2 separate regions of the Sus scrofa genome follow, and region 2 is linked to region 1. A link is a contact called in public HiChIP or PLAC-seq data. All regions are on one chromosome and are shown on one strand. Each heading gives the region's core, a stretch centred on a gene start, on an enhancer-like site or on the middle of the called end of the contact. The rest is flanking DNA. Distances are from core to core; before and after follow the strand shown.

What was found. HiChIP or PLAC-seq counts read pairs in DNA pulled down with a chosen protein or histone mark.
Region 2: an H3K27ac HiChIP or PLAC-seq map of alveolar macrophages shows a contact between it and region 1. The contact joins two enhancer-like sites. A contact is called at or near these places in 1 of 47 Hi-C or Micro-C datasets (embryonic fibroblasts) and 1 of 2 datasets of contacts at active chromatin or transcription factors (alveolar macrophages).

Annotation. Positions count from the first base shown.
Region 1 is chr1:132,680,532-132,683,644 of Sscrofa11.1, reverse strand. The region is part of intron 2 of LOC110261469 (a long non-coding RNA gene); the gene reads left to right. Among named protein-coding and RNA genes, the nearest start is that of RASGRP1, 20 kb to the left of the region's middle. Within about 2 kb of position 1,549, at least 4 of the 83 cell types and tissues checked have an H3K27ac peak or open chromatin away from gene starts, as enhancers often do. A contact at or near this core is called in alveolar macrophages, where this site is marked.
Region 2 is chr1:133,272,537-133,275,581 of Sscrofa11.1, reverse strand. No RefSeq gene overlaps it. Among named protein-coding and RNA genes, the nearest start is that of TMCO5A, 110 kb to the left of the region's middle. Within about 2 kb of position 1,786, at least 20 of the 83 cell types and tissues checked have an H3K27ac peak or open chromatin away from gene starts, as enhancers often do. A contact at or near this core is called in alveolar macrophages, where this site is marked.

The DNA.
Region 1 (3,113 bases), core at 300-2,799:
TGGTGTGTGTGTGTGTGTGTGTGTTGATGGAGAGTCTCTCTGTTGGACCCAACTTTAGTCAGGTACCTCTTTCTGAGCTCCTTTCTCTGGAAAGTGCTGACCTTGTCCCGTCTTGGGCCTATTTGGTGAAGTTATAGCAAGAATCCTGCTAAGTCAGTTTAGCAAGAATCCCCCCATCCTTGGTATCTGATTAACAACTTCATCCCCCACCTTTGATGTCTAAGTCCTTGGCCTACCTTTGGCAGGCAAGAATCTTGTTAGGCCAGTCTAGCAACAATACCCTACCTTTGATGTCTCCTCTTAGTAATTTTCCATCCACTGGACCTTGGATTTAGCTCCCACTGGCCCTAAGTACAGTAGAACCAGCGGCCCATCTCACCTGACTGAGAATGCAGGGGGAGGAGGCAGGGCAGTGCCCACCTAGTCAATGCTCCATTGCCAGGTGGCAGCTCAGCTTCCTCTCCCCAGGCTATCCCTTTAGACTCAGTGAGGAGACCATCAGGACAAAGAGTCTGGGAGGAAAAAAGTAACACCAGCTCTGCCAATCACTATACTAGCTGAACAGGGAATTGACTTTACCTTTCTCTTCCTCAGTTTTCTGGTCTGTAAAATGGACCTAATAATAGTACCTATCTCAGAGCATTGTAATGTGAGTTTATTACTATGAATTATATATATGAAATACAAACATTACTGTTTTTAAGGAACTTATGGGCATTTCATGTGTATGTTTGATCTTATTATTTAAATAACTATTTATTATTTAAAAGTGTTATCTTAAACTTTAAGATAGGTATCATTTTCTTCCTTTCTCCCTCCCTCCCTCCCTCCTTTCTTTTTTTTTTTTTTTTTGGCTGCCCTTGTGGTGTATGGAAGTTACCTGGTCAGGGATCAAACCTATGCCACAGCACTGACCCAAGCCCCGAGCTGCTGCAGTGACAACAACAGATCCTTAAAGTCTGCGCCATGAGAAAACGCCATGATAAGTATCATTTTTAACCCAGGTAGAGTGATAGAAATGGTACAAAGGATATTATACTCAGCTAAGAAGGGAAATAAGTCATTTAAGTAGGGGTGCTTTGCTCTGCACTGGGTAGTTAAAAATCCTTAAGAAAGCATCCTTCACCCTGTAATGTTTAGCAAGTTAATTTTGCTCTTTCACTGAGCAAGAGAGAGAGAGAGTGAGAGATAAAAGAGATGGTAGCAGGCTGGGCTTCCCAGAAATGTGACTCAGAAGTGCTCAGGGCTGACCATAGACTACCAACCAAATGATGAAGTGGGCAGTCCTCAGGCGGCCAGTTCCTGAAGAGGAACTGTGCGGAAATGCACTGTCTCAATGAGAAACATCTGCTTTGGGGGCCCTGGAAATAGTGGAGGTGGGAGGGTGGAAGTGGTGACTGTGGATCCCCTCTCTATGCTTAGGAAGCTGCTAACCCATCTCACTCTTGACAAGCCCTCCTGGAATAAATACGTTCCTGGAGTGTGGAAGGAAGCCAGGACCACTGAGGAAGTGATGTCTGCAGCCTGCGGGCCAGAGAAGGGGCTGACCTTCTGGCACGTCATCTTAAACACTGATTCCTGGAAGAGCCTCTCGGATCAGAGAAAACTTAGAGATGAGAACCTGAGTGGGAGAAAAATTCTGGGAAGCCTAGGCCATGTTTGATCATGAGAGAAGGAAAACACATTATGGAAAGCTGCCAGTCTTTTAAATCCTCCCTCAACCCAGGGTGAGGACAAAGACAAGAAAAACCATCTAAAAGAATACTGCTTCTGGGGAATGGCCACAGGCACGAAAGCTCATGCGTTTCCCCAAGTGCGAAAGGCGTGCAGTAAACGGAAAACTTGGATCAATGAATTTAAGCTGGATGCTAAAGGGGTAGAGCCAAGAAGTGTAAAATGGATTCTTTCAAGAGAAGTTGCTTTGTAGATAACTGGGGAGCTCCAGCCACTGATAAGAAGGTGTGAGAAAGTAGTTTGATAATGAATATGAAATGAAAGTAGTTTGATCCTGTGTGCAGTGGTTATCAGTTGGTTGGTGAATTAACCTTCTCTTTTCTCTTAATGCCACCACCACTGTTCCTGGCAACCCCAGGGTGAACTTTCCATTTTATATAGAAAATGTTGATTTCCAGAAAGCCAGTTCTCCCAGAAAATTAGAGAAAGTCCTCTTTGTGGGGAAAGCTGCAACGTGAGGAAGGAAAGGAGAACCGTCTTACTCCTCATGCCACTGACCTTGACCTAGATAAATGAAAAGTCTGGAGAGAAAAAAATGAAAAGAGAAGGCTACCTGGAGTTGGAGAGAGAAACTGTAAATTTACCCTCTTAATGCCTACTTCAAATCTTTCAGGTTTCATCCTCCTTCATCTTCATCTGCTTCCAAATGGCACACAGCAATGTCCTGAAATCTTAAGATTAGTATTACTTCTAGATATTCCTTTAGGCCAAAGAAACTGAGGATCAAGCAAAATAGAATGAGGCATATATTTTTAGTTACCTATGTCCCTGAATGATTTTTTTTTTTTGGCTGCATCCATGGCATGCAGAAGTTTCCAGGCCAGGGATTGAATCCATGCCACAGCAGTGATTCAAGCCACAATAGTGACAATGCTGGATCCTTAACCTGCTGGATCCTTAATCTGCTGTGCCACAAGAGAACTCCCTGAATGGTGTTTTTAACACAGTCTAAAATATTTTCCAAAGAAATCACTGTATGATTTTTTTTTTCTTTTTAGGGCTGCACCCAAGGCATAAGGAGATTCCCAGGCTAGGGGTCAAATCGGAGCTACAGCTGCCAGCCTACACCACAGCCACAGCAACATGGGATCCAAGCCATGTCTGTGACCTACACTACAGCTCATGGCAATACTGGATCCCCATCCCACTGAGGGAGGCCAGGGACTGAACCCACATCCTCATGGGTACTAGTCAGATTCATTTCCACTGCACCACTGCGGGAACTCCCACTATATGATGCCAACCAATAGCATATAAAGAAAGAATTTGTTGGTCAACCACAGGCTTGTGGAATACAGGGTTAGTGTGAATCATATAGAGCAGTAAGATTGCTCAAAGTCTTTAATAAATTCATGCATATTATAAATTAAGATGGGGTA
Region 2 (3,045 bases), core at 537-3,036, 590 kb before region 1:
GCCAGTTATGGGAAGGAAAATAGAGATATATAAAGGCATTAGTGAGTGGTGGGTGGCAAGGACAATTTTCCTATCAATTTAGTAGCTCATCAAAAAGAAGGATGTTAGTATATCCTGATTTTTTGTTGTTATCTGTCTGTTTGTTTGTTTTTGGCCACACCTGCAGCATATAGAACTTCCTGGGCAATAGATGGAATCATAGCCACAGCTATGACCTACACCCTCCAGCAACACCAGATCCTTAACCCACTGCCCCATAGCAGGAACTCCATCCTGCTTTGTTGTTCACTCTTCCAAATTTCTACAATCACAGCTTTCTGTTTTATTTTTTTTTTTTTTGTCTTTTTGCTATTTCTTTGGGCCGCTCCCGCGGCATATGGAGGTTCCCAGGCTAGGGGTCTAATCGGAGCTGTAGCCACTGGCCTACGCCAGAGCCACAGCAACGCAGTATCCGAGCCGCGTCTGCAACCTACACCACAGCTCACGGCAACGCCGGATCGTTAACCCACTGAGCAAGGGCAGGGACCGAACCCGCAACCTCATGGTTCCTAGTCGGATTCGTTAACCACTGCGCCACGACGGGAACTCCAGCTTTCTGTTTTAAATGTGGTAAAACTTCTCTTTGGCATTAGCAGACTACATGACGAATAAGACTGGAAGAGTGGCCTATTGGGAGTTAAATAGTGCCAGATCTTTATAAGTAGCACCTTTCCCTAGCTTCACCTGTTAGAGCCCAATCCCAATAAACACACACCAGCCCATTTGGAAATGAACTGACCCCTCAAGAAGAAGCAGGTTCACCCCTCTCCAGGAATCTTGGTGCCACACCACCAAAAAAAGCCACTATCGAGGTAAAAGACTTTGTCCTCTCTTTGCTAGCCACTTCCCTCCATGCTCTTAGGACTTAAAACCACAGTCAATAGAACTGGCCTATCTTGTTCTTTTCTTTCCTCTTCATTATCCTGAAAGAGTCTTGAGAGGCTCCACCTCACTTTCCCACCCCACAGGAAGCAAACCATGTGGTTTAGTAAAATGCTTTTGTACCCTACCAGCAGATTTTTACATCTCTTCTTTTCCTCTGATTCAGCCTGCAGCTCTTGGGTAATAAAGATCAGAAAGTTGCCTCAGAACAGATCCTGATGTTTATTACAGAGTCCATATTGGTAACATCCACTTTGGAGCCCAGTGGCTAACCCCAAACTTGGTATCTAATTTACACTCTGCCTGATACAAAGCTGTTCTGTGAATCTGCCACTGTCGTCTTCCTGCATATGTGGTTCAGTCATTTTGTACAAGCACAAGATCCTTGAGAGCCCAACACTGTATGACACTGCTGCAAAAAATATTTCTATCACTATGCTGCTCTGCGATGACTCAGAAAAGATGAAAACAGGCGAGAAGATACCAAAATCACGTTGCCAGAAGCACAGTGCTGGCCAGTTACACAAGCCAAAGAAAAGTCAGCATCCACTTTATCCACACGGTGGTGCTAGCTTCAAAAGAATTACCCAAAAAGGACATGAAAACAGTTCCACTTTCCTCTCTTTAATGAAAAAGCTGTGCACCAGGGTCGAAACCTCACTCGTGGAAGGGGACTATACATGAATTTTGCAAATAAGCATCTAAAATAGATGAGTTTGTCCTAATCCCCACCCTACTTCCCAAGGGGAATAAAAAGAACCAAATCACCATCTTTTTTTCCAACTCACTGATTCAATCTTTATCGACCCTGGGGCAAAAGAATGACTCATACTGGGATCTTGGATGTGTACAGTCCTGGCACAGAACCTTATTATTCCTGAGAGGGAGCTGGGGTAGCCTGGGGAGAGCTGGTCAGCTAGCCATGTAAGGCTTGTCATTGAGTTTGTGTAAGTTCTGTTGGCAGTCTGACAAGATGGGAACAGCAGACATTTCACTGGTGTCACTGAATTAAAACAAGGTGGGCTCAACGTGGGTGCCTTCCAGGCCAATGGGCAGAGAAGGCCAGAAAGTCACAAAAATATGCTCATAGGACCAAGTCTCCTCTATTTGTGGAAACTAAATCTTTCACTTAACTGTTTTAAGAGCTCGAGGTGGTAGTGGGGATCTCATTAAGCATGCCAAACAGCACTTAGGTAATGTAGGTCATGCCAAATGGAACCAGTGACCAGGTGTATAAACAAACAACTTTTTAAAACATGGTGCTTGTCAACACTGAAAGCACCCTCAACTTTAGAAAGGGAAAACTAACAAGAGTGGTTAATGGTCCTTTGTAAGTCTGCCCATACCTGACACTGACACTGATAATGATGAAGACCATGCACCACAGTGATGTAAGTTCAAACTGTTTTCAGACCTGGCCCTAGACTCTGGCAGCTTGCTGATATCTGTGACTTGGAAAAAAACACAAAGTACCACTTACCATTATACCTAAATATCTCCCTCTGGCCCACCATGGAAAATCTCCAATTTAGACGAGAGCCTCATGAATATTATCCCTATAGTTTTATCCCTAAAATATCTATCTTTGAGGTTACCTGGTGACCTAGTGGGTTAAGGATCTGGTGTTGTCACTGCTGTGACACAGATTCAATCCCTGGCCCAGGAACCTCTGCATGCCATAGGCATAGCCAAATATGTGTGTGTGTGTGTGTGTGTGTGTATGTATAAAAACACAGAAGGAAGGAAAGACCCTAGCAAAAATTCCCATTAGAATGAATGAGGTCAATATATTGCCTAATTTACCCTTGAAATAGCAAGGAATTGGATACTGAAAAGATGGCATATGAGACAACTAAGTGTTGACAAAGTCTGAGGAGTTCAGCAGTCACAGAATGACTTGGGTACAAGTAAGAATGAGTCTGGGAGGATCTTCCCATTTATCACAAATTGGACAAAGCAAAGACGACTCACAGGCTCAATCAAATTTGCAGTTGCATTTCATTTGGCTCAGTGTTTTTTCTTTATAATTTGCATTTGTTGTAAATAATTAAAATTCTGGAGATGCCATCTAAAATCCTAGATTTTGGACTTCTCTTTAAAAAATGAAAAGTTGTGTAACCAGTG